7 separate regions of the Mus musculus genome follow, and regions 1, 2, 4, 5, 6 and 7 are each linked to region 3. Evidence: chromatin contacts called from public HiChIP or PLAC-seq data. All regions are on one chromosome and are shown on one strand. The core of a region is the stretch at or near the end of the contact, and the rest is flanking DNA. Distances in the headings are between cores, read along the strand shown. Region 1 has its middle 210 kb from the start of Gm12159. Region 2 has its middle 230 kb from the start of Gm12159. Region 3 holds the start of Ebf1 (early B cell factor 1). Region 4 has its middle 98 kb from the start of Gm12159. Region 5 has its middle 61 kb from the start of Gm22284. Region 6 has its middle 250 kb from the start of Gm22284. Region 7 has its middle 140 kb from the start of Gm12159.

Region 1 (3,559 bases), core at 552-3,051, 710 kb before region 3:
TATTTATAATCCTGGCATTTGTCTGGCTTGGGCAGGAATTTTAAGAGTTCCAGGCAAGCTTCAGCTGTATATGGAGTTTGGGGCTAGCCTGAGTTATAGAACCTTTCTCAGAAGCAAAAACACAAGGAAGAAAAAGGAGGTAGTGAGTCTATACACCTACTCAGTCCAAAAAGAATACAAAGAAAACTGAAAACTCACCCTGGATAGATAATCCAGAATGATCACCATGCTTTCTTTAGAGTATCTCCTGATGAGAATTTTGAGAATCCAGGTCACTCTTACCTCATCTTTAGCTCTTTGAAACCCTGGGCACTAAGTCCATCAGTGCAGCCCTTTCTAAATTCCCCTTCCCTAGGTCCCTGTCCGAATGTGTGATTTACTTCCCTTATAGAGTCTCTAAGGTAGGCTAGTTCTCTTGTAGGGGCATGGGCTACCAGTCCCAGACATGGAATCTGTCCTTCAGTTATTCCATAGCACTTGATAGGCCTCTCACAAACTCCCCAATACACATACCTATTTGTGTTTTGTCTTATTGTTTTATTTAGAATATAAGTTAATTGATCGTATGCTGTTACCTTGATAATTTTTGTACTTGTAAGTGTGCTCACTCATGAGAAAGCTATATCTGATTTGTTTATGGATTCTATATGGATAATAATAAATGTCTCTGAGTATGGCAATTTCATATAGGACAGTATGATAGTTAATTTTCATTGTTAGCTTGACTGGGATTAAAGTCACATGGGTATGTCTGTGAAGGTTTCTTCACAAAAGTTTTACTGAGGCCAACCAAATGTAGAGGCATTGTCCCCTCAGGCTGGGGACAGAAAGTGGAGTGGGCAGCTGTGTTCGTGTCTTGTTGCTTCATGACTGAACACAGTGTGGCTGTCTTCCACATACTCTTGTCCCATGCCTTCCTGTCATTAACAGATTCCCTCAGAATTATGAACTGAAACACACCCCCAATTTTATGTTGGGTGTTTTACTGCAGAAACCTAAAAAGCAATACAATTATTTTTGGAGATAGTCTCCCAAACTGTAGTTCAGGCTGGTCTGGAACTTCCTATGTAGTCTGAGCTGACTATGAATGTGTGGTAAACTTCCTGCCTCAGCTCCATGAATGCTGGGATTTAGGTATGAGCCCTGATTCCCTGTTCTTCCACAGTGCTCAATTCATAGAATCCCCTGGAAACATTCATTAGTCATCCTTACCATCCATTGATCACTGTGGTATTTTGTGAATCATTCTTGCTACTTCTTACCTATCACTTAGTTCACTAATGTTCCTATTTCAGAGTCACGAGCTGAGGCACAAGGAAAGTGAGGTGGTAACCAGAGGCCATCTCGCTAGTGCAGAGCAGAGCAGGGTAAGCAGTATGTGGATCCTACAAGACTCAAAGCTCTTGATGTGAAGAACTGAGTAAGAGAAGCATCTAGTTGGACTCTCAAGCTGGAGATGGGGAAATGACAGACTGACAGTCAGTATTGCTCTCTCAGGTCCTATGGGCTATAAATGCAAAGTCGATGGTGCCAGTAAATGAGAGAAAATTTAACCCTCAATTTGTGTCAAACTCAAGTTCTGTAAATACTAGTTAGATCTCATCAAACCACTTGTCAAAGTGCCAAGAAGGGTTTCATTTTTTAAAAGCACATGCAACTTCTTTCAATCTGCTTGACTGGCCAAGCCAGGAAAAACAGGAAAAGGATTTTATTCTGTGAAGATCACCCCCACCCTCACTGTGGTTGTTGGGCCAAGCCGGCCTGCCAAGTAGACAGTTAAAAGAGTCAACCAGGTGTGGGCAACGTCTCCAAGGCTGATACAGAAATAGGCATTAACTTTAAAGCCACTAGCTTTAATGTCGGGGAAGAACATGTAAGGCGTGCACATGTAAGGCGTGTCTAGTCAGAGAAGCTATCATGACACAAGCCCAAATGGGACAAGACATTTATTTGCATTAGATCCTGAGGTCCCCATGAGAGAGCTATGGCGAGGGGATCTTTCTTTCTTCACAGTGCTTAGCATTTTAAGTCTGGTGGAGCAGGCTGGGTAGTTATGACTCATTTTATGAAAGGAAGATCTTGAGATTCCTGCAGTAAATACCTGGGAGAGAGAGAGAGAGAGAGAGAGGGAGAGAGAGAGAGAGAGAGAGAAACAGAGACAGAGAGACAGAGACAGAGAGACAGAGACAGAGAAAGAGACAGAGAGAGAGAGAGACAGAGAGAGAGAGAGAGAGAGAGAGAGAGAGAGAGATCCAGAATTTGAGCAACTCAACTTTCATGGTATATGGGATTTAAAAAGCAGAAGATTACAAAGTTACACTGCCTGGAATATCTGAAGTATAGATCTTCCCCTTTCTCCCTCCCTTCATCCCTTCTTCTCCCCTGCCTCTCTCTGTCTGTCTCTGTCCTTTCTCTGTATGTATCCATGTGCTGCTATCTGCTTTGGATCTTCTGGTTTCAAGAGAACAAACCACAGATACATACATACACACACACACAAATGCACATACACACATATACATGAATGCACATACACACATATAGAAAGAGAGACAAGGATAGAGATAGATAGAGGCAGGGGAGGAGAACAGATGGAGGAAGAGAGAAGGGAGAAGATCTACACTTCAGGTATTCTGGGTAGTGTCACTTTGTAGTTCTATTGAATCTTCAGCAGGAATTTGCACTGGTAAGGGCCAGAACATCCAGGTCTCTGTGGGATATAGTTTATTCTACACCAACCCATTGTAGCAATAAGAAGATTTTCTTGTCTCATTAGAGTTTTGGCTTCACTAATCAAGAAAGACAAAAGATGAACGCAGAAGTTTACATTTGGGAAAGATGCTCAGGATACATTGAAACTGAGTTCCTGCTGAACTAACCATCATGAAAGCTCTACATAGTGCTATTGTGTGTGTGTGTGTGTGTGTGTGACCAGTGTTGGCAGGTATAACCATATCATACCCAAGGACATAACAATATACAATCAGTTACTGCAGACTTTCTAGACTCCCATTGCCCTTAAATAGGTAGATGGATCGCTGGATTGTAAGGTATAGGCTTAGGGTAGACTGGAGAGTCCTCTTTAAAAATGAGGGCAATCATAGAGGAAGTAAGCCATTAGGAAGTCTGCACAATCGAGGTTACTTCTAAACCCGTCCTTAATGAGAGAGATGAAGAAAATAAATTTGGTCAATTAGAAAGTAATGAAGACCTTGCAAAAAAGGACTATCGACAAAAGGCCAGCAAGGGAATTCTTGAGTAATTTGAGTGTAACACACACTGTACGAATCAGCAGGTCAGAGTGGTGTGCCTCCCTCCGAGAAGATTAAAGGCATTGGTACTGGGCCCGCTCAGTTTCTCTCCAGTTATTTCTCCAACTAGCAAGCAAAAATTTGATCTGAGATGAACCCAGAGGATAGGGAAATGGGGATTCTCAACTTCAAAATCATGGTGATTATTCAGCCGAGGCAAGCCAAGGCCTCAGCAAGAGAACTGGGCCCAAAGGAAAGATTACCTCAACCTCAAAGAGAAAGAGATGTGAAGGGCAGACTAGAAAAAC
Region 2 (3,416 bases), core at 36-2,535, 730 kb before region 3:
CTTTGAACTCATTACCCTCTAGCTCTAGCCTCCTAAGTGCTGCTGTTGCAGGTATGTATCTCTTTGCTCATCTAAAATCCAATATTTTGATTTTTCTTTTCATCATCCTCTCTACTTGCTTACATTAAACTGGGAGATACCATTGCTTTGATCTTCTGTTCTCTTTCTTTTTTATAACTGCAGCATCTCTGAAGCTAACCTCATATCACCATGACTTCTACCATTTGATTTGTCTTTGGGGAACTCTGTGCTATTCAATCCTGGGCTATCAGCATTTGCCTACTGTTTTGGATCATGATGATAGATATCAGCAATAGTAACAGATGCCCCTCTTCATGCTACCATCATCAGTACCTGGAGTCTCAAGACCCAGCAGAAACATCCAACAAACATGTCCTCTCTTCAGACTATCTCATTGCATGCATCTCCAGTTCTGAAAACTGTGAATCTGCTTGGGACCTATAAACCAGTCATATAACCTTGGGCAAATTGCTTCCATTTGGGGATCATTGTTTTTCTATTGTAAAAGTAGAAAAAGTTGATTAAATTATTAATAGAAGAGTGATAGATCCCCACAAAGTTATGGAATAAATTTAACAATTATCAACTCTGAATGGTGCCCTCTGGGGCTGGGTGGGGCTAGGGTCTTTATTTTTATAATTTCCAAATTGAAATCAGAATTATCATAAAATTGGTGGAATAATGAAAAAGCTATTTCCCAGAGTAGGCCTCCATGAAGTGACAGGGATGTAGCAACCATGGGGAATGGGCTAGGAGGAAGCCTGAGACTCTTCCTTGGTGTCTTAGTCCTGGGAGGGACAGTATGCTCATCAAGATTCTGATTAAGTAGGGATTGCCAACGGCACTCTTTGTAACCAGGCAAACAAGACCTAAAACAAAAATCTATCAAGATTTAATCACATTGCTCTATCCGCATGACCTAACCTCTGAGTGCTCGTGAGAACACTTTCCTTTGTTTTCAGGCCCTAAAGCACGTGCCTCGGTGGGAGCTATGGTCCCTTCTGAGTTGTCACTTGTGTGGCAGAAGCAAAGATTACTTTTCAGTCCCCTTTGACTCTCTGAATTAACATGAAATTGAAGAGGGTAGGCTGGGGAGAGAACAGAAAGAAAGAAGGACAGAGATGGGAGGCAAATAGAAGAGTGTGGCTCACTTTCCAGGTAGTGAACAAAGCAAAAAGTGCCCACCCCACTCAACCCAGCTGGTCCTTCTGCTAGGTCTCTGAAACAGCTTTCTAGAAAGAGGGCTTTATGGTCTGGCTCCCTGCCAGAAAGCTGATTATTTCAGACTCTAGCAGGTGTCTTCCCCTCCCACAAACACATACTTCCTTCTATGTCTATGGTCCTTTGTAGTCTCCACCACCAAATCAATGCCAATGTGAGGATGGTAGCACCTGACTGTGTAACCAACAAGCAACATAGATGCTCCTGTTCCAGTTCATAAGGAAGTGTTGATGTGTTCTGCTGTCATGTCCAACACATGTATTTTGCAGAAACGTGGGTAAACCTTGTCTAAGGGTTGCCTCCCTATCCACGGTCAAGGGATGATAAGATGCTATGAGATCTAAGAAGGGAAGTGTTAGGAGGGGCTTCTGTTGGACTCTAGCTTGTTTAAAAGCAGATTTGGAGTCTAAGAAGCGGGGTGGGAAGGCCAGTGGAGAAGGGATCAGACCTTTCCCTCTCTGAATGCTCACTCTCCTCCTTGGATATTCTCATCTCACATCCTTCCCCTGACTGGTCCTGAAATCTGCAGGGAAACTCAGGAATTTTCCTGTGAAGATGAAGTGAGGCTTAAACAATATGTCTGTAAAAGAGAGTTTGGATGCTGCCATAGGGTGCCTTATAACCAAGGAAAGGTCTGACTCTCAACACTGTAGAATTGAAGAATGTTCATGAGTCACCTTAGAGGCTTCCTTCCCTTCCCTTCTCTTCCCTTCCCTTCCCTTCCCTTCCCTTCCCTTCCCTTCCCTTCCCTCCCCTCCCCTCCCCCCTCCCCTCCCCTCCCCTCCCCTCCCCTCCCCTCCCCTCCCCTCCCCTCCCCTCCCCTTCCTCCTCTTATGTCTTTCTTATCCCCTTCTTGGTTAAACTGAGATCATATTTGTTTCCTATCTTTTAAATAGCATTTTTTGATGATGAATTGAAGTGGTATTTGTTCTGAATAAGAAAACAGATTAAAATCCAGAAAGGCAGAAGAGATTTCCAGTCAAAGAACAGCCGTGACTAATAGTGATTGCTATGAGTGTTTGCCCTATTTCTCTTAACAGTCACAGGAGATGGGTACTGTCCACATAGGTCTTCTGCACATGGAAACATTAGAACTGAGAGAGGTTCTCTAATTTGCCAATGCCACGTGGATCATAAGCAGTGTGAATGCAGAGTCCACACTCTCAAGATGCTTTACTCTCTTTGGCTGTGTAAGAGTCAGGATCACCTATCAAGGGATGGGGGTGGGAGATAGCAACCAAGAGGATATGCTCTCCAAGTACATGGTCTAAGCTTTGGGCAGATACATAGCATAGGTAATTTATCTATTTCTATAATTAATCTCTTTGCCCATAGCCCCAGAAGCCTGACTTACACAGAGGTGAATTGTATTAATGGTTTGCCTTGGAGTAACTCTTGCCATCATCTGGAGGAGACTTGCCTTGGCCAGTCAATGTATCATCACTTTATAGTAAGACTTCCTGTAGACCTTGACAGATGTCTATGTTCTTAGACTAGGTGACTGGCATCACTACGTGAGGTGTCAATCATGTAGCTTGTAACTTGGATACTGTTTCAGCACTACTACTCTCTTACCTCTATCTCACTCTTTACAGGTGTACTGGGAATGATACCCTAGTAAAGGCTGAGGATAAATCCACACAGACTGATCTCTCTACCCATGACTGACAACTTCATGCTCCAGTGGTGCACTCTCTGTGTAGACAGCCCTTCAAGACTATCGCTTCAAGTTGTTGCTTTGGTGCCTATCTTCTAGATGAGGAATTCTGCCTGGATTCAAGTCTAACCTGGCTTAAAGTTCAACTTTTGAAAAGTTTTCAAAAGTTCATTGTAGTATGTTTTTTAAATATCTTAGTCCATATTCTGTAGCTTTAACAAAATACCCTGGACTAGTTGTCTTATGAAAAAAAGAGGTTTCTTTGGCTTGGAGTTCTGCAATTCTTACAACGTACTCCCAGCTTCCACTCAGTTTCAGGAACAAGCCACATGCTACTTCACATGACATGAAGGTAGACTGATACATGAGTGTTTCAGTTTTATTTCTTTTTGCTGCTGTAGAATACTCTGACCGAAGGAATTTTAGGGAAAAGGCGTTTAGGCTCACAGTTTCAGGCGACTGCCCAACACTGTGGGTAATTCAACACTGCCCAAACTAAAGCAGTTAGTACACTCAC
Region 3 (3,439 bases), core at 25-2,524:
CCCCATTCCCCTTCTGCACCCTTTATGTCTAATGGAGCCTGGGCCCACAAAGTTTTCCCCGAAGCCCAGGTGGTGGCCAGCAATGAAAAGGGCAAGGTACCATTTCTCACTTGGGACTAGGAGCCCCTGGACAGGGCACTGGGTGTGTCCAGGGAAGTTCCTCAAGTTGGTCTCCAAGAGCATGGCCTCCAAATCACTCAGTGTAGGATCTGGAGAGTGGGAGAGGGACTGGGGAAGGCCAAGGTGACAGTGGATGAGGGTGGCTTTTAGGAGATGTGAAAATTAAAGTTGGAAATCACTATTCTACAGGCAGACTGAGAAAAACTGAAGGCTAAGAAGTGGAGAGAGGAGAGAGTAAAGAACCAGATAGGAGAAATAAGAGGAGACTCCAAGAAGAAAAATGGAGAGAGAGAGAGAGAGAGAGAGAGAGAAACGGGGGAGAGAGCCAGGTGAGGAAAGAGAAGAGAAAAACGAAGAGTGAAACTGAGAAAGAAGGGGGGAAAAGAGTGGAGAAGGACAAGAAAAAATTAAAGAAGGTAGAAAAGGGAAAGGAAAGATAGGGGGAAAGGAAAGAATTAAAGAAGGTAGAAAATAGAAAGGAAGAAAGGGGGAGAGAAGAAAATTAAGTAGGAAAAAAGAAAAGAGGGAAGAAGAAAAAGGAAAGAACTGAAGCGAAATAAAGGGGAAAGGAAGCGAAGAGAAGGAGAGGAAAAGGGAAAAATATAACCACACAGAAAAGAAAACAAGCGGTCAGAAAAGCGCAGCTATCCAACACCGAGCTGCAGAGACGCCTCTTCTGGGTTAAAACAAAACGAAAACACTCGCAGATGGGGCTGCGGAAAGTGCCGGCAAAGCTTGGGCTCGGCTCCCTCCAGCAGCTCGCTGATCTCTGGCCACCCGGCGACGAGTGCTGCGCAGCCGAGGAGCGCGGAGCTCGGGCGGCGAGCGCAGCGCAGCGGCAGACGCACTCGCGTGGCCAGGCCCCGGGTAGCCGCGCCGCCGTCTCCGGGCTCTCCCGCTAGCCGGTGGCCTCTCCTCCACGGTCCCCCAGCGGTACCCACCTCTGCGCCGCTGTGTTGGCGTCCAGCACCCCGGCGCCCTGCATCCACGTCCGCACCGCGTTCATGCCGCTGCCCAGCGGCTCTTCCTTCATACTGCTTCCACTCCGTTGGATGCTTTCCTGGATCCCAAACATGAAAACAACCTTTTCTTGTGGAAAAATCTCCTCCCCTTTGAAAATATTTGAAAAAAAAAAAAAGGAAAAAAAAAAAAAAACGCCAACCACAGATTTTTTTTTTTTTTTTTGAGTCGATGAGACTCGCGCTACATCAAGGCGGGCTGAAAAGCAAAATTTTTAAAAATGTAAACCTTCGCTCAAAACTGAGCGATAACAAGGAGGGGGGCGAGGGGAAAAAAAAAGAAAGGGAAAATCCAACGAAAAGACCAAAATTAAGAAAAAACAGAGATATATGCCTGGCTGTTGGGGGTTGTTTGGTTGGTTGGTTTTGAGTTTGGGTGCTTTTTTTTTCCTTTTTTTTTTTTTTTTTTTTTTTTTTTTTTGCTTTTTTTTTTTTTTTTGCCTTTTTTTTTTTCTTTTTGTAGTAATCACAGGCCGTTGGAGAACAGGAGGGGCTGGAGTTTCCTTTTGTAGCGGTACCTTCACTTGAAGAAGCAGGAAGAAAAAAAACCACCCTGATGACAATTTAAGAAACAATAGATACGACTCTCGAAGCCGGCTTGGCTACTTGAAGTGTCATTTTCCACAACCAGGCAAGTTTTTTTCTCTCTCTTTTTTCCTCCTCCTCTCTCAACCAAAGATGTTTCTTTCCTTTCCGTGCGTGTAGATGAGGACGCTGGTTGCTGTAGACAGATACACCGGAGGGGGGGGGGGGAAGGGGAGAGAGAGGGAAAGAGGAAGGGGGGAGGGAAAGAGATAGAAAAAGAGAGGAGAGGGAGAAAGAGAGGGGTGGACCCTGCTGGATGGAGATTCTGTTTTCTCCTTGCTAAAATAGAAGTGATTTGCAGGCTCTCCCTGTGGAATCCAGTTTGACTCTCCCCAGAGCTAAACACAGGCACACTAACCCCAAAGGGAAGGAGGCGGGGCCCTCGCAGCCTAGACACGCCCCTTCTTTGCATAACGTCATCCTTCCGCCTTATCACAGCCAATCGCAGCTCCCGAGCTGGCTTGTTCACAGAGCCTGGCCACACTCCCTCATTAACATCCTTCTCCTTGTGGCGCAGGGGAGCCGCCAAAGTTCCCGGCAAAGTGGCGAGCAAGGGATCTCTGAGCTCTAGCGTCTAAACTGGAAGGAGCGTGGCCTTAGAGAGCGAGAGAGGGGGCAGAGGGAAGGAGATGGAGGTATCCTGAGTCGAAGGGGTATGCACCATGGCAGTTCTTAAGCATCCCTTCCGAGCCCTGAGCGCGACGGAGGCGTACTGACTGCGTTCTCTTTGGGCAGACGCCTAGTCCCTTGCTTGCCTGTCCTGGGACTTCGGGGGCAAACGTGGAGGAAAAAAGGACTGACCAGGCAGAAAAGGCAGGATGCCCATCCCAGGTGTCCAGCTCTTCACTCTGAAACAAGGGTGGCGGGATGAACTTTATGTGCGCGAGATCGAGACTTGAGGGCACTCGGAAGACATTATCTCCGTGTCAGGAGAGGTAGAGAAACCTAAAGCCCCAACCAATACGACTTTAGTAGACCGCAAGGGAATGGGCATTCTAGACTCAGTCTTCAGCAGGCTTCTGAAATGCCTCTAACTCTGGTGCTAACCCAGACACGAATGCTGTTGGGCGCGGTTTTCACTCGGTCACTACTCTCCAGAAGTCCCTAAGAGTGAATGAGTCTCTGGGGCTATGCAGCCTGCGACTCTAAATATCTTCAGATCCTCAGTCCCTTCTCCTGCTCCGCAAAGTAGCTTTATTTTTCTTTAACAACTGCAGCAAGGGTGTTGCCTTCTCTGATTAGTTGGTTATTTGGCACACAAAGTTCTTTCTGTTAAAGGGGAAGGGGGCTTGAACCAACTTCCATCACAGCCATAGGGAGAGAGACTGGGATGTAGAGAAGAGAGATGAGAGGTTGGGAGGGAAACGGGGAGAAGAGGAAGTGGATAAGGTGGAAGAATGTAAGGGGAGGAAGGAAGACAGGAAGAAACGGAGGGAGAAGAGGGTAACTTGTCTCCCATCTCAGGCCTATTGACCTTTGTGTTATGGCTAAGGAGGAAATGAGTGGAGGTTTATGGGTAATATGCCTACCCCATCATTTAAAAAAAATGGTTGCAGCGTTTAATAAGCTCGTGGTAAATGTATCATTACTCTTAGAGGACATCCTGGATGCAGCCAAGGCTGCCAAGGACTCCTTGGGGGGAAATTCTTTGCCTGAAATCCAGATTCCCTTTTCTGCTGGTCTTCCTTGGCCCTTTGATTTATAAAATGTATTGC
Region 4 (3,495 bases), core at 660-3,159, 600 kb before region 3:
TAGATATGGTTGCTAATTACTACGTGGGTGCTCAGAAGTGAATTTGGGTATCCTCTGCAAGAGTAACAGTTACTCTTGATGACTGAGCCATCTCCCCAGCCCTACTCAATTTCTTGTTCATACTTTGTGATCCTCTCTCCTCGGGTTACAGATATGTGTAAATTTGTACATATATAAATGCTTCAGCAAGCACATTTTAGTAGTTATTATTTATTAGTCTCGATGCTAAGAGGTTTAAACAAATATTCCATTCAATCCTAAACAAGCCCCATGAGATGAGTGCTATTGACTCTCATTTTCCAGATACGGAAAGAGACTTAACTATGGTAAAGAAAGCCCCTGACACATATCACACATTTAGAACACATTAAGGTTTGACTTCAACAAGAACAGTCAGATACCATATCCTGCAAAAAGAGTAGCCGCCCTCTATCTATTCCTGGGTAATATGGAGCTGGCTTAACAAAATGCCAGGATAATAATCTGAACAACAACAGAAGGCCCAGGGTCTTGGATCTGAGCTTTCAGGCTGATTCTGAGTCTTGTGGCACTGTTTTCATAAAACACTCCAAAGTAGATGTAGTCTGACATTTGAACCTTGTGCTGTTCTCTGCCATGTTTTATTACTTCTCTGTACACCAGGCAAGAGGACTCCAAACAGAGGAGATGGCAGCTTAAAGAAAGGAGTGTGAGACTCTTGAGAGCCCTTTTCTTTTTCCCCTTACACGGGTCCCACAGGTCTGAGAAAGTCAAGGGCTTGATATTTACTATTCATTGGCTCGGCACACATGGAGATCTGCGCTCAGAAGCCACAGAAAACGGAAAAAATGAAGTTGGGCACCTCCCAGCAGTTCCGGTGTTTCAGGAAGACACACTGAGGCTGCTCTTTGAGGGCTGCTGTGCAAGGTATGAGCAGCAAGGCAAGAGCCAGTACTCTCCGAGAGCCTTGACCTTCCCAGACATCTCCAGAAGCAAGTCCCAGCATTGCATGTCTCCAAAGATGAGAATTTGGGTGATGTTTCTTAAAGGTCACAGAAGCTTTTTAACAGCCAACAGCTCAGAAGCTGGTACACAATTCTGCCTCAGTTGCTTGAACCACCCCTCTCTTCTGACCCTGCAGCTTGTCCTGCCCCTCTCTATAATGCATCTTATTCTTTCTTTTCCACTAACTGTGGAGACCTGCACTGGCATCAAGTTTAGACAGTGATGGAATGGTACACACCTGGGAACAGGAAGCCAGGCTTAGTATAGCTGTTGAAGTACCTGGGGCTCACGTGGAGACAACAGATATAATAAATACATTGACTGGGCCAGACTCCAGCTGCTAGAGATGAATGCAATACTCTTTATGTCTTTGCTGAGGCTTTATATGTGCCCAATGATACCAAAGGACCCAGAGAAAACCTGCAGCATGGCTCAGAAGTACAGTTAATGCCTGTTTAATGTTAATGTTTCCTGTTTGACATGTGTTCTCTCTAATTCCTAGGTACAGAGATTTCTGGAAATGACTCATTATGTTTCCAAATCCTAAATTGATGTGTAACATAGAATCAGTACTCAAATGCTCGCCAAGTGTCCCTAACAAGATGACCTTACTCTTCTTTGGGAAATTAGTTGTTAACACCCTTTCAATGTACACATATGGCATGGGGTACTCCTGCAGTTGCAGGGTAGAGGAGCTGAGGGGCACTTTGACACAGAGAGAGAATCTTCCCAAAGCTGGGATTTCCTTTAAAGATCACCCTATTGCTGTGATAGAAGGGTGGCTTGCTAGTTGTTACATCAAAATACAAGAGAAAGCAATTAAGGTAGGGTAAGATTTATTTGGCTTGCAAGTCTGGGGTAGAGAGCCGGGGACAGCATCACAGGCCAAAGAGAGCTAGTCAGCTTCACTCACACTCAGGAAGCAGAGAGTAAACAGGAAGTGGGCTCTAGCTAGGAAGACTCAAGGGCTTGCCCCTGGGGAACTATTTCCTCTTATGAGGTTCTACTTCCTGGAGTTTCACAGCCTCCTCAAACAGCACCACCATGAAGTCCAAGTGTTCAAACACAGGAGCCTATGGGATCATTTCATGGAAGAAGAGTGGAGGAATAAGGCAGATATGATCTTCAGGTTCCCAAAATCACACAGGACAACAATTCTTTTCCTCGGTTAACCAAAATCTTCATATTCCGGATGTCTGTGGTATTGTGAGATTCATTTACCTGTCCATGTACACCTGCCATCCTGGAAAATATTTCCAGCATAAGGGCATGTTCTCAACATCTGCTTTAATACAGGGAGGATCCAGCATGGTAGACAATGTGGATCTGGAGGCAGGGGATATTCTGTCCTAACACCAGATGTTCCATTGTGATGACATTCTTTTGCTTTAAAAAGAGGCATTCCTCAGTTACTGTGATAAAATTTCTCTTCCAAAGAAAAAGCGAGTTTTCACAGGGACAGAAATCAGAAACGAATCAACCTATTTTTTTTTTTTTAAAAAGAAGATCCGTTAAAATCAATTCCTTAAGATTCTTCCTTCACCATTTCAAACCAGCATTTCCCTCCTTGTATGCTTGTATGTTTACATGGGTGGACAGCAAGCATGTGAGGACATCTGGTAAGTGCCTGTGGGTACCCATGGAAGCCAGAAGAGAGCAGCAGGTCCTGGAGCTGGAGCCCCTGAAAGAGCAGTAAGTCCTCTTTACCACTGAGCCGCTGCTCCTGCCTCTCCAATCAGCATTCTTGGTGACTTCACTTTTGATGGGCTCCACCTCCATTGTGACATTTGATGAGGAAAAGCAACACTCACTTGGCAGTTTTTGTTGAGCTTACATTTCTGAGGTCTCAGCATCTAGAGAAAATGTGGCCACATATATACATCTGTAATTAGTGAAGTTTTCCACATGCAAAGTGGTGATCAATGATATAGGAAATTTACATCATGTGTATTACTCTTTGCATAATACCAAGGTCTCAGGTATCACTAGGTTGTTTGTGTATATTTGATGTACTCATAGTGTACATAGATACATAGCATACATAGCTTGAAAGCAGTGTTCAGCCAAGGGCTCGGAAGTTTAAACCTGACTATGACTTAAACTTTCCCTGAAGCACTGACAAATAGGTTTTCTGAACTTTCTAAGTCTATACTTGTGATATGATTATGATCTACAGAATAAAAGCTAGAGATTTTGGTCTCTGTTAAGGTTCTTCTGAAGCTACGGGACTCATGGGACTCATTTCAACTATTTGATGACTATGATTGCAGCCATGACCCACCGTGTCTCACTCTTTTGGTGTTTTGTTTTGTTTTTCTCTGTGTAACCTTGGCTGTCCTGGAACTCACTCTGTAGACCAGGCTGGCCTCGAACTCAGAAATCCGCCTGCCTCTGCCTCCCGAGTGCTGGGATTAAAGGTGTGTGCCACCATGCCCGGCACTGGTGTTTTTTTTAATTGAAGAATTTTGCAAATTCTGGAAGTTATCAAAAAATCACACTTAGGCTAAATTG
Region 5 (3,660 bases), core at 975-3,474, 960 kb before region 3:
TCCATGTACATTCATAATGAGGAGAAATAGCATCCTCCCATATGCCCCCAAACTGCATGTCTTCAACGTGTCCTGACAGGCCCTTGCTTATTGAAAGTCTGCTCAGAAAGGCCTTTTATGCTCTATGCTCAGTCTATGGCTGAACTTCTCGGGTATGTAGCATCCCCTGTCCAGGCACTTTTAGATTCTCATGGGCTGAGCATCTTACTCTGGCACACTCTTCCACTTGTATCTCTGCAGCTTTGTGCCTGGGGCAGTGCTTACTCTTACAGAAGCAAGTGAAGGGCTGGTTGAGGTGGCTCTGCAAAAGGTGACGTTGCCTCCATCAAGCCTCAGGAAGTGAGCTTGATTTCTGGAATCTGTAAGGTAGAAAGAGATAGCTGACGCCTCCAAGTTGTTCTCTCATCTCCAGGCATGCATACATAAATAAATAAAATCTGAAACAATAACAGCAAATGAATGTAGCCATGAATCAACCCTAGTTAAAATGGATAATGGCTAACATATTTGTCAAAACTCATAGAACAGTTTGATTGCTTATTGTCACATTAAAATAGACACTGTTAACATCTTCCTGCTAAGTAGCCTGTCATGTATTTTCATTGGATTCTCATCCATCCAACACACACCAGGAATTGGGCCCGGGACCTCATACCTTAGGTGTCTCTGTCAATGAGCTATATTCCCCCCCCCCCCCTCCAGTGGTTGGCATATGACTCTCAGGTTATCATTCCCATGTTGTAGATGAGGAGATGGATTCAGAAAGAATAAGTAAGCCATGCAAAAAGAGACAGACTTGGTATTAGAAGTGGAAATAGTACAACAGCCACACTCTTAGATGGGTTCTTGGAAGGATGAAATAACCCCAGTTGAGAGATAACACCCATTGTTTTGTGGTGCTCCACATACTATCCTATGACATATATAGCTGAGCCTTTTACTGAACTCCAGCAATTAGATTGGTCCAGGGATGGACATGCAAGTTGGCCACCACAGTAGTTTTATGTCTTGATTGTGTGATTAGAGACCAAACACAGAAGTCTTCTTTTCCCTTGTCTTGAAAATCCAGTGGTAAAAATTTGGTCCCAGAGTTGTGTTTGAAGTTGAAGGGAAATGAAGTTTATATCAGTGATGAGCAGGGATGGGAAGGGAGGGCTTGGCAGAGAAGAAGGGGATGGATGGAGGGGGGAGGGAGAGATGTGCTACAGAGTCCCCCATTTTAACAATATTTTCAAAATATGGATTTCCTCCAAGCTTGTCCTTCTGCGTTCTAAGCTGCCTTGTTCCATCCTTGTTATTTTCCTTATAACTTGGCCTAGCTCAATGACTAGAATTGACAACGATACCCACGGCATGGATATCTTTAGAGACAGAGCACCAGACATTCTCGAAGGACCAGCTTTTGCATCTGCCATTGTTGGTTCAGCCAGATTGTAAACAGTGTGTGTTGAGTGTGTGCTATGCGCTGGGCATCATGGTAGATGCTGTCAGCTTGACAAACAAGATTCTCTTGCTTACTAGGTCCTTTTGGTCTGGTAGGAGAGAAGGCCTAGTGCGAGCATGTGGGGGAAATAGTATTAGGGTGTCTCGGAGGAAATGGTGTTTAAGGAAAAACCTGAGAAAGAGGGACAATCCAGAAGATGTGTCCTGAACAGAGAGCCAAAATCTAGAGGAGAGAGAGAGAGAGAGAGAGAGAGAGAGAGAGAGAGAGAGAGAGAGAGAGAGAGAGAGAGAGAGAGAGAGACGGGAGCAAGGAAGCAAGAGAAGAAATAAAGACATTATGTTAAGGGCTGGGGACAGAGGAAGGAGAAAAGGAAGGAGAAAGAGAGATGCTTCTGGAAAGAATTATAGTCTAGAGTGGCTGGATTCAGATTTGGGTGCATTTCTTATAACTTCAGGACTGAGGGGCATCTCTGAGCTGTGGTACCTATCCCGAGTGCTCCCAGGCAACCTGCTGTCCCCTTATGTGACAGCGTGCTTGTCTGGGACCATCTCCTTGGAGTCAAGGTGGGGATGGGTTCAGGCAGATTAGAATAGGCATGTGTTTAGTTTGTAGCTTTCATTGTGCTGGGTGTGGGCCAACCACTTTTCAGGATCCGATTATTCCCTCCCAGAGGGTCCTGTGGTCAGATGCCAGCTGCACGGATCTGTTACCATGGGTGACATTTTCATCCAATGGGGAAACTAGGCTGCTCATTTGTGCAAGCAGCAGATGGAGCAGCTAATCGATACAGTCTGGGAGGTAGGCACTGTCCCTGCCCCCAGTGGCTCCACTGCACTGTGTGAGCCAGACCCAAGGGGCTTGTGGAACACACACCAGTGACAGAATCTTTGATTAGAACCGACCTTGCTCACTAGGAGTCCTGGTCCCAAACAAAGGCCTGTTTTCACCAAGGTGGCCTCTCTACTTCCAGGCTTTTCACAGGCCTTGTGCCTTAAGCAATACTCCTGGGGAAAGCTGCTGCAGAAAGCTCACAGAGGTCTGTATAAATGATGCTGGGTCCTCCATGACAGTACAAATCACCAGCATTCTTAACTATTTTTTCATCATGTGCATTCAAGTGGACCCAGGAGGCACACTGTTCTCAAGAACCTTATGATATAATAGGGGACTTCCACTCTGGTCATACTATAGCCCCAAACCATATACGCCCATCTATCTCATTTACTAAAGTAATAATATGCCAGGTATCATAGAACTGGCTGGGGAAAGGAAGGAGGCTAGTATAGAGGTGGTAATTGGTACTCCCCGCTACCATATTTAACTCTGTAGAACACACACCAGTAACAGAGCCTTTGACTGGAACCAGCAGAAGTAGCTGGGCCTGCTAAGTTCTCTGGCATGGCTTACCAGTGTTTCCATTTGTGGACTGTAAAACTGAGGTGCAATGTGAGACAGTATTCCATTATGATCTTTTGTTTTTAGTCCCATTTATTTATTTGTTTATATGTATGTGTGCTCATGTGCATGTGGAGGTCCAGCGGTGACTTGTGGGTCCTAGGGATTGAACTCAGGCCTTCAGGCTTAGAAGCAAGTGCCCTTACTTAGGTGCTGAACTATCTGGTGGTCCCTTCACTATCAATTTGGGTAGACTTTGAATTTAGAGCAACTACCAGCTGTAGTTCATGCTGGTACCAGTGTTTTAGCAGTTGTGGGTGTATGTATGTGTGTGTGTGTATACACACACACACACACACACATATGATTATGGTATATGCATGTGTATATGTATGTTATATTGCTACACTCACTGAATAGTGTGTGTTTTTATTAATTACTTAAAATAAGATAGCGTGAAAAATATTGCCTCTAACTTTTTCATTTCTGTGAAACCCATATCCTTGTGTTGGTTGTGGGTTTGGGCCATCCATCAAATTGATCTCTACTTTCTCAATATGTATATGTGTGTGCTATCCTCTTTCATTCTTTCTCCTTCTTTCCTTCTGTCCTCCCTCCCTCCCTCTCTCACTCCCTCCCTCCCTCCCTCCTTTCCTTCCTTCCTTCCTTCCTTCCTTCCTTCCTTCCTTCCTTTCAGACAGAGTATCTCACAGGCACTGAATTTGCAAAGTCTGATAGACTTGCAGCTCATCAAGACCCAGGGATTCACCCATCTTTATTCTCTAGTGCTGAGATTACAAGAATAAGCCACAACACTTGAC
Region 6 (3,866 bases), core at 215-2,714, 770 kb before region 3:
AAAGACTAAAATAATTGTAGATAGGCTGGAGATTTGGCTCAGTTGTATAAAACACTTGTCTAGCACACACAGGGGCTGTGAGAACAATCCCAACACGACAAGAAACACCCCCTATAACACACACACACACACACACACACACACACACACACACGCATTTAATTTAGAAAAAAGAAAAAAAGAATCACCCTTTTCTACTTTATTTACTTAGCTCTTTTAAATTTCAGAATGGATTCATTTTTCCTTATTGGCCTTCTCTGACCTTCCTGATTCCACTCATTCTCCCTCTAGACTACAAACTGGAAAGGAGGTCTTTGCCTGTTATTCACTGTGCATCAAATCTTCAGCAAAATGTTTGGTTCATAATTCTTTAACAAACCCAGAAACAGTAACTGTCACTCTGCTACATACTTCCTTCTTAGGCCCCTCATGAGCAGCCTTAGAGATTGGTCCTACCATCTCTATCACTTAACTATCGGAAACAGGACCTAGTCGGAAGACTAACAGTTGTACCGCTAACAGCACTGAGCTAGAATGAATACCTACGGAGCATCCCCCAAATTGGCCCTGCTAACTATGATGCTATCCTCCTCCTGAGCACAGTAGGCATTTTAATAAACCTTTTCTGAATGAAGTAATGAATGTAGGTCTGAGTGGATCTGATCTCTAGAAGTCCAGGGTTCAGATCTCTACCCTGACTCGCCCTTTAGTGTGTTTTCCTGCTCCAGGCCCCCATGCTTCCTGTGTTAATGTGCGTAGCCAAAGCACACAAGTGCTGGACACAGCAGACTGTGGCTTTAAGGTGGCACGACTTAACAGAGCACACCTGGACTAAAATCTTGAGTCTTGAAACCTTTAAACAAGAAGAGACTGAGGCGGAGCATTAATTTAGCACCTAGGTGCAGCAGGGATCCACAGCAGCTTGTGAGAGATGAAGCGGAAGAAAGAGAGGTATCTGAAAACAACCGCAGACCCAGCTCACAGGAAGCTGTAGGCCTCTCTTTGCTGATCGCTTTTGGTATCACGTGAGGTGGGATTTGGGGGATAATTATCCACAATCACTTCCTTCTTGGGATCCATTCCTTATTAGCAGTCTGCATGCCTGCTGGAGAAACCCCAGTTAACTGCCCTGCTTTCTCCGTGTACGGAGATGAAAGTCTCATTGCCTTAATACCTCTGAAATGGTGCTGTAACTGAAGCCACAGCAAACTGCTCACCGGGGATCCCAAGCCTTGCAAACTAGTCTGTCTAAGCCTGCATGAAAAATGCAGGCCTGCCCCTCTGCTGCTAGTTAAGCTGGCTGGAACTTTAATGCATGCCTCCTACAGTATTTTAGACCCAAGCCCCCAAGCCCAGGCCCCTGCCCCCAACCCACAAAGCTGCCACCAGAGTCCTCTGTGGCTCCTAAACACTTGGCTCTGGCACTTGGGACATTTTATTGAGGCAGCTTTACTGGAAGGATCCAATTACAGGGTATGGCAAGTTAGATTCAATGCCCCGGTTAACAACGCAGCAGAGAACACTGAGGCTCCTTCAGCCCTTCTTGGTCTGAAGGGAATGAGCAGAGGTAATGGCTAACAGCCCCCAAGATGGCTGCTGCTTCTGGACAGGAACACTCCACTGGGTTTTTAAAAAATCCTTCTATTTTTATTCATGTGTAAAAAGTAATACATCATAGTTGTTGGGGGGGAAGTCAAGCAATAGGAAGTAGGAAGAATAAAACTTAGTCTCTCCCCCTCGACTCTTAAAATCCCACATACTTCCCCTGAGGTAGACACTGTTTCCAGTTCGTTGTATATCCTTCCAGATTTTTCTTTATTATACTTGTAAAAAAAATCATATCATAGTTAACGGTTTTCTGGCCAAGTTTTCTACAACATATTTTTTTTTTTCCTTTGCCGTGTATACCATGGTATTTCCGCCATCTACCCTTATGAATCTTTATTCCTTCTAACTCAGACATTACGGTTTCTAGTGTCTGTGTTGTTCAGTTTTTTGCCACTTCTGTTCAAGGTGCATCATGGTGGGAAAGTCAAGATGGAAGGCGCCTGAAGCAGATGCTCACGGGCCCATCCTCAGTCAGGAAGCAGGAAGAGATGAGTACCAGCTAACTCCTTAGCTTGCTTGCTTCATTTTATACAGCCCAAGCCAGGGATCCCCAGCTCTGGAAATGGATCGACCCACAGTTAAGATGGGTCTGATCACATCAGTTAACTCCATCATAATAATCCCCCACAGGCCTGCCTGAGACATAACTCTCCCAGGGAATTCATGAGTCTGTCAAATTAACAGTTAACACCAAACTTCATAGTCATGTATATGCAGCCCTGAGAACCTTTGAGGTTCTCATTGTGTGCGCTATATGTACTTGAAAGAATTTCTTGTTTCTTTTCCATTATTATTATTTTTTTTTCTGAGGCAGAGTCTAACTGTATAGCCCAGAATGGCCTCAAATTCACTGTATAGCCCAGGCTGGCCTCAGACTCCAAAGAAATCCTCCTTATCTGGCTTCCAAGTGCTAGTAATACATGTGTGTACCAGTACTTCTGGAGAGAGGACTTTTTATAAGGTAAATTTATCAGAGTAATGATGCCATGTCTCCAAGACATCAAGTTTAACTTTCCCTGTAGCCTGGGCAAATGTTTAGAAGATTTAAAAATATAATGGCATAATCATACAAGGAACAGCTATGTATTTCTTTCTCTCTGATTCTCCTCCATATGGTCAGATCGACAACAAGCCCACAGGTGAGCATCAGCTTTGTAAGCAATCTGCCAGCTCTTTATGAAGAATCAAGCAGATAGGGAGTAAATGGGCGTGCATTCCCATCTTATACATTATATAATGCACTTTTTGCTGTTTTCTCTTATGAGCGTTCCTGATATTTCCATATAAATGTACAGAGAAGTGTTTTATAATTATAAAAACTAACTAATAAGTTTTCCTTACCAAATAAGTTTTCTATTCATTGAAAAATCCAGGGCAAAGTCCAGAGAGACTGGAATTCCCCCATATGCCCTGTCTCCCTGTTCAGGTCCCATAGTTTCAGCATCTTGCATTGGCATGCACGTGCTGTTGTTTAAAACACAATGTTTAGCTTAAGGCTTCTCTTGTTTCTATACATATAAGTTTAGATTAACATAGGATGCCATGGATATGCCCTTGTGTAATATCAGTACAATCATCTTGTGTTCCATTTACACATTTCTTCCCGCTGCCTCCAAATCTTTGACAATTACTAATATTACTCTATTTTAAACTGCTTTTCATTCTTTCGTTTTATAGTTTTTACCTTTTACAGACTGTCATGTAGTTGAAATCATACAACATGTAGTACTTTCAAACTGGATTCTTCTTCTTGACAGTAGGCATAGAAAGGTTTTCCATGTATTACTATGATAAAAAATATTAACATGTGGATGGTGTGTTTGTGGGCACACATGTCACAGCACATGTTTGGAGGCTAGAGGACATCTTTGGGAGTTGATTTTTTTCTCTTGCCCTTAAGTGAGTTGTGGGGAATGGACTCAGGTCACCAGGCAAGCACCTCCATCCACTGAGCCATTTTCCTGACTCACTCTGTGATTTGCTTATCTTTATAGCCACCAAATAATATTCTGTTGTAGGGACATACCACAGTTTTCACTCAACTATAGGAAAAAAAAACTTAGCTGTTTCTAACTCTTGGAAATTATGACAAAAAGATCCTGTAAATGTCCACTTGAAGACTTTTGTGCATATGTAAGGCTTCAAAGGATCTGGTAAAATATTAATAATACTAATACTAATAATACTTGCATTATGTGTAAACCTGAGTTTTCCTTTATAAGAGGCTGCCAAACTATTCTCTAAAGTGTTTTGTGGTA
Region 7 (3,839 bases), core at 292-2,791, 640 kb before region 3:
TCATTTATCTATATGACCTATATATTTCCATCTTCTGTCTAACATTTGTCTATCATTGATCATCCATATCATTTGTATATCTCTATATAATCTATCTATAATCTTTTTATCATATATCTCAATTATCTAACATTTGTCTAATATCTATCTGTCTGTCTGCTTCTCTGTCTATCTATCTATGTGCCTGCTTGCTGACCTTTTCCCCTATAAATATTCACTCTGGCAATCGAAGGTTGCCAAAGGATGTCATGCTTGTTATGCGGGATAAGCTTGCTCTCATTCATTGCTTTTATTTTGCCCACCACCAGCTTTAGATTTGCCATTCTCCTGATTTAAAGAGCAAAGCGGCCTGTCTTCATGTGCCCTCTGCTCCCAGTGGTGGGGCAGTGGAAGTGAGGACCTGGCTGCACGAGGTGGCCATGAGATGGTCACGCACATGGGAAGGCTGGTTACTTTCAGAGTTATCTCACAGTGTCTTGAGAATTTTCACTGATGGAAAATGATTTATTTCTAAGTGCTGTTATGTGCTGTGCAACAGAGTTATACAAATGAGTCAAACGTGCTCCCTAGTCTTATAAAGATCAAAGATGGAAGAGGAGAACCCAGTGGAGTGACATGTAAGACAGTGGTATGGTTGCTATGGTGAGCCTGTAAACTAACCCTTTCTTCTGCTGCTTTCCCTCTTCCTTCCCCTCTACCATCCATCCTTCCCTTTCTTCCTTCCTTTCTCCATTCGTTCCTTCCTTCCTCCTTCCTCCTCTCCTTCTGCAGTCCCTCTCTTTTTTCCTTCCTCTCCCCTTCACCACATGCAATTGAACACTTAGTCTCCAGCAGTTACCAGTTACCACATAGCACATAGATCTAGGTTGTTACTCTAACTATATTGACTTTTTGTTATTATCCACTGTTTTGTGAGAACCAATCACTATCAGAGGACCAATGGCCTCCAAAGAGTATATCACTTCCAACCTTCAGCCTCAGTCCCCTGAAAGTTCTCAGCAGACTACAAAGAGTTGCTGAAGGCAGGACTTAGTTTTTCTAAGTCACCTACACTCCCCATTTGCACCTGGTACAAAATACCAACTCAGTTAAGTGTTGAATGAGTAATTAAAATATTTAAATCACCGCAAAGCAGCAGAGAGATTTAACCATACACCAGAAGACTGGGTCTTTCTAGTAAGAAGAACTTAAGTGCGTAAGCTACAGTTAGAACTCATTTATCATTTACCAGGCATTTTAGTTGCGTGCCGCGTGTGTGATTCACCAATAATGTGGCTTTCCTGTCCAGGAGGTTTATAGAGCCATCTAGCAAGACAGTCAAGCATTCTGTCAGCTCTTCTGGCAACTTTCTTTGCTTAGAATCTGGGTCTCAGAAGTAAGAAAATCTCTCTAGCTCTTACCAGAAACTTCATTTTTAGAGCCAGAGGGAGGCTGAGGAAGAGTCCTGTGAAATCTACTGGATCTCTTGCCCTGTTGCTACAACACTGGGGTTTTCCATTGTGACTTGCTCTGTCAAAATGCCTGGTGTGCTAGCCACTGGGAAGCAGAGGTGAATAGGAACTTAGAACAAAGGCATGCTTGTTGTTCCCACTGAGTGAACTTGAACTCTCTATAATAAAGTCCCTGAATGGAATGCTTGTGATGAATGACCATGAAGAAAGTCTTAAGACATTTTCTTATAGTTTGAGATTGAAGTTCAAGATGAGTCTGTTGAATTGCATTTTATGTGTATGCCTGAATGTAAGTATATGCATGGTGTGCATGCCTGGTAACCTTGGACACCAAAAAAATAAAAATAAATAAAATAAATAAATAAACTGTGTATCAGGTTCCCTTAAACTGGAGTTACAGATGGCTGTGACCCACCATGCTGATTCTGGGAACTTACTCCAGGTCTCTACAAAACCAGCAACTGCTCTTAACCACTGAACCATATCTCCAGCCCCCAGATCAATGAAATTTCACGTGTGTTTGTTTTCCCATTGATAAATTCCAATAAAAACACAGAAAACTGCTTTCCCTCTCTGCCATAATAAGGTCTTTGTAACCCCGGTCCATTCTTCCATGTGGTCATTCTTTATGACTGCTTTTAAAGCTTTGTTTACTTATATTTTATGTTATGTGTATGAGTGTTTGGCTGCATATACGTGTATGTATCTCATGGGTGAAGTGCCCACAGTGGCCATAAAAGGGCATCACATGTCCTGGCACAGGAATATAGACAGTTGTGAAAGGCTGTGTGGAGGCTGGTTAGGAAACCTGGGTCCTTTGCAAGGGCGGATGGGAGCCCTTTGGATACTTTAATTAAACACCAAGCCTTGAGACTTCTCTGCTTTGCAAGTATGAGAAGTCCTTTATTTTTTTCCATTGCTGAGTATAATCCAAATGTGTGTGTGTGTGTGTGTGTGTGTGTGTGTGTGGCTGTGTATGTGTATGTGTATGTATGTATGTGTGTATGTGTGTGTGTGTATGTGTGTGTGTTTGTGTGAATGTGTATAATTGATTGGCCCATTCTGTTCGTGGGCATGTGGGTTGTTTATAATGAGAGGCAAAGATTTTTGTGTCTTTCAGTAGATGCAAACAATCATCACCAACAAATTAAAAAGTTCATGTAAAGGATGGAGATACAAACTCAACTTTAACTATGATGTAAAAATGGGTAATTCCAAAGCTTTCTTTAACTGTGATGCAAAAATGGTAAAAAAAAAAAAAAAAAAATTACAAGACACTCTCTGGTGTGCTTCTCTCTGTATGGGTATGGGTAGGTAGGAAATGACAGAGCTCATGGACAGCTAAGGAAGGCTAGGTTTGGGGGTGTGGGGTGGGTAAAGAGGAGAACTTACAGTCTAAAGTTAGGAAAGTGTTTGTGGAATGCATGAACCGGGTCATTTCCTTGCAGTCTGTACATAGGGTTTTTCTCAGGCCGTGGAGAGTGGCAATCAATTAATGTGCATCTCCAGTTACCTCGAACAGTTGGAGGTCTTAATTGGGCCAGCAGTGAGCAGGTGGTCCTTCCCATCAGCTATCCTTTCACCTGTCAGTTAAGGGAGGAGAGGGCCTCTGTCTCTCATTAGCGAGCATTTGTCACCTGTGTGGGGATCTGATCCTAGTTCCTTTTAACTTTGGGATTGATTTTCTGCATATGGGGAGCTGTTCCTGAACACTCCAAAGCAACAGCCCCACCCCCGTCACCAATGCCATAAAAGAAAGGATTTTAATAGCCTCCAGATTATATACTAGAAGGGTGGGATTTCTCGCTACCTCCCAGCCACCTCACCAACCCTTCACTTTCAGCCTTAGGATTATGAACAAGATTTTTTTTCCTCTTAGGGGAACTCTCTTGAACTTTTGATATTTTTTTAAACTGTCAATGGCTTCCGAGTAAAATTCATTCATAATGATGGTTAATGACAAATGGGCCTTGTCCCCTTGACCTTGTCTTCCTTTGCAGTGCAAGCATTTGTGTTGTTTCAGGTTGCTGAAGAGCTCCACCAACCCTCCTCTGGTCTCCTGCTTTCATTTCAATTCCTCTTAAAGGCAGGTTGATCAATTTGCTTGGCGTATCCCAGATACTCTCCACTGTGCCTGGTGCAGATGACACTTTATATCTGTTGAATGAATGAATGGATTAAAAATATTTATATTTTTTTGCTTTGTTTGTTAAAGATGAAGACACACTGTACCTTGATGGCCAAGAGAGTAACATACTGTAATCATCTCCCCACCTCAATGAGTTGTGGGGAGCCAGCTTTTATTTGTGCCTTGATCCATTCCTTTGTTGGGCTGAGTATTAGACCAGAACATATTCTTTGGGGACATTCGGAGAACATGAACATAAT

What was found. HiChIP or PLAC-seq counts read pairs in DNA pulled down with a chosen protein or histone mark.
Region 1: a contact with region 3 is called in an H3K4me3 HiChIP or PLAC-seq map of pro-B cells, with 9 times the contacts expected there. The contact joins the enhancer-like site here to the promoter of Ebf1 in region 3. A contact is called at or near these places in 12 of 39 promoter capture datasets (the 3T3-L1 cell line, the C10 cell line, embryonic stem cells and 5 more), 2 of 15 datasets of contacts at CTCF or cohesin (large pre-B cells and pro-B cells), 5 of 484 Hi-C or Micro-C datasets (gonadal supporting cells, large pre-B cells, pre-B cells and 1 more), 13 of 115 datasets of contacts at active chromatin or transcription factors (the 230-238 cell line, the NIH/3T3 cell line, craniofacial prominence and 9 more) and 2 of 9 other capture datasets (embryonic stem cells and embryonic trunk).
Region 2: a RAD21 HiChIP or PLAC-seq map of pro-B cells shows a contact between it and region 3, with 7 times the contacts expected there. The contact joins the enhancer-like site here to the promoter of Ebf1 in region 3. A contact is called at or near these places in 6 of 39 promoter capture datasets (the 3T3-L1 cell line, the C10 cell line, embryonic stem cells and 3 more), 3 of 15 datasets of contacts at CTCF or cohesin (the NIH/3T3 cell line, large pre-B cells and pro-B cells), 9 of 115 datasets of contacts at active chromatin or transcription factors (the 230-238 cell line, the NIH/3T3 cell line, craniofacial prominence and 6 more) and 1 of 9 other capture datasets (embryonic stem cells).
Region 4: an H3K4me3 HiChIP or PLAC-seq map of pro-B cells shows a contact between it and region 3, with 5 times the contacts expected there. The contact joins the enhancer-like site here to the promoter of Ebf1 in region 3. A contact is called at or near these places in 7 of 39 promoter capture datasets (the 3T3-L1 cell line, 3T3-L1-derived adipocytes, the C10 cell line and 4 more), 2 of 15 datasets of contacts at CTCF or cohesin (large pre-B cells and pro-B cells), 2 of 484 Hi-C or Micro-C datasets (brown adipocytes and muscle stem cells), 17 of 115 datasets of contacts at active chromatin or transcription factors (the 230-238 cell line, the NIH/3T3 cell line, cardiomyocytes and 11 more) and 3 of 9 other capture datasets (adipose tissue, embryonic stem cells and liver).
Region 5: an H3K4me3 HiChIP or PLAC-seq map of stem cell-derived neural progenitor cells shows a contact between it and region 3, with 20 read pairs. The contact joins the enhancer-like site here to the promoter of Ebf1 in region 3. A contact is called at or near these places in 2 of 39 promoter capture datasets (cranial neural crest and embryonic stem cells) and 12 of 115 datasets of contacts at active chromatin or transcription factors (the 230-238 cell line, the NIH/3T3 cell line, craniofacial prominence and 8 more).
Region 6: an H3K4me3 HiChIP or PLAC-seq map of embryonic limb bud shows a contact between it and region 3, with 24 times the contacts expected there. The contact joins the enhancer-like site here to the promoter of Ebf1 in region 3. A contact is called at or near these places in 4 of 39 promoter capture datasets (embryonic stem cells, hippocampal neurons, liver and 1 more), 1 of 15 datasets of contacts at CTCF or cohesin (large pre-B cells), 1 of 484 Hi-C or Micro-C datasets (cerebellum), 12 of 115 datasets of contacts at active chromatin or transcription factors (the 230-238 cell line, craniofacial prominence, embryonic forebrain and 8 more) and 2 of 9 other capture datasets (embryonic stem cells and embryonic trunk).
Region 7: a contact with region 3 is called in an H3K4me3 HiChIP or PLAC-seq map of neural tube, with 3 times the contacts expected there. The contact joins the enhancer-like site here to the promoter of Ebf1 in region 3. A contact is called at or near these places in 15 of 39 promoter capture datasets (the 3T3-L1 cell line, 3T3-L1-derived adipocytes, the C10 cell line and 8 more), 3 of 15 datasets of contacts at CTCF or cohesin (the NIH/3T3 cell line, large pre-B cells and pro-B cells), 14 of 484 Hi-C or Micro-C datasets (B cells, the C10 cell line, the CH12 cell line and 6 more), 18 of 115 datasets of contacts at active chromatin or transcription factors (the 230-238 cell line, the NIH/3T3 cell line, cardiomyocytes and 11 more) and 5 of 9 other capture datasets (adipose tissue, embryonic stem cells, embryonic tail and 2 more).

The regions. Positions count from the first base shown.
Region 1 is chr11:45,322,098-45,325,656 of GRCm38.p6, reverse strand. No RefSeq gene overlaps it. Among named protein-coding and RNA genes, the nearest start is that of Gm12159, 210 kb to the right of the region's middle. Within about 2 kb of position 1,801, at least 14 of the 459 cell types and tissues checked have an H3K27ac peak or open chromatin away from gene starts, as enhancers often do. A contact at or near this core is called in the 230-238 cell line, pre-B cells and pro-B cells, where this site is marked.
Region 2 is chr11:45,347,395-45,350,810 of GRCm38.p6, reverse strand. No RefSeq gene overlaps it. Among named protein-coding and RNA genes, the nearest start is that of Gm12159, 230 kb to the right of the region's middle. Within about 2 kb of position 1,285, at least 6 of the 459 cell types and tissues checked have an H3K27ac peak or open chromatin away from gene starts, as enhancers often do. A contact at or near this core is called in pro-B cells, where this site is marked.
Region 3 is chr11:44,615,935-44,619,373 of GRCm38.p6, reverse strand. Ebf1 (early B cell factor 1) reads right to left here and starts at 1,274. Exons shown (of 16, transcript NM_007897.3): 1 at 1,062-1,274. The coding sequence starts at 1,195.
Region 4 is chr11:45,212,740-45,216,234 of GRCm38.p6, reverse strand. No RefSeq gene overlaps it. Among named protein-coding and RNA genes, the nearest start is that of Gm12159, 98 kb to the right of the region's middle. Within about 2 kb of position 1,909, at least 19 of the 459 cell types and tissues checked have an H3K27ac peak or open chromatin away from gene starts, as enhancers often do. A contact at or near this core is called in the 230-238 cell line and pro-B cells, where this site is marked.
Region 5 is chr11:45,576,480-45,580,139 of GRCm38.p6, reverse strand. No RefSeq gene overlaps it. Among named protein-coding and RNA genes, the nearest start is that of Gm22284, 61 kb to the left of the region's middle. Within about 2 kb of position 2,224, at least 13 of the 459 cell types and tissues checked have an H3K27ac peak or open chromatin away from gene starts, as enhancers often do.
Region 6 is chr11:45,387,074-45,390,939 of GRCm38.p6, reverse strand. No RefSeq gene overlaps it. Among named protein-coding and RNA genes, the nearest start is that of Gm22284, 250 kb to the left of the region's middle. Within about 2 kb of position 1,464, at least 23 of the 459 cell types and tissues checked have an H3K27ac peak or open chromatin away from gene starts, as enhancers often do. A contact at or near this core is called in craniofacial prominence and embryonic limb bud, where this site is marked.
Region 7 is chr11:45,253,928-45,257,766 of GRCm38.p6, reverse strand. No RefSeq gene overlaps it. Among named protein-coding and RNA genes, the nearest start is that of Gm12159, 140 kb to the right of the region's middle. Within about 2 kb of position 1,541, at least 9 of the 459 cell types and tissues checked have an H3K27ac peak or open chromatin away from gene starts, as enhancers often do. A contact at or near this core is called in the NIH/3T3 cell line and neural tube, where this site is marked.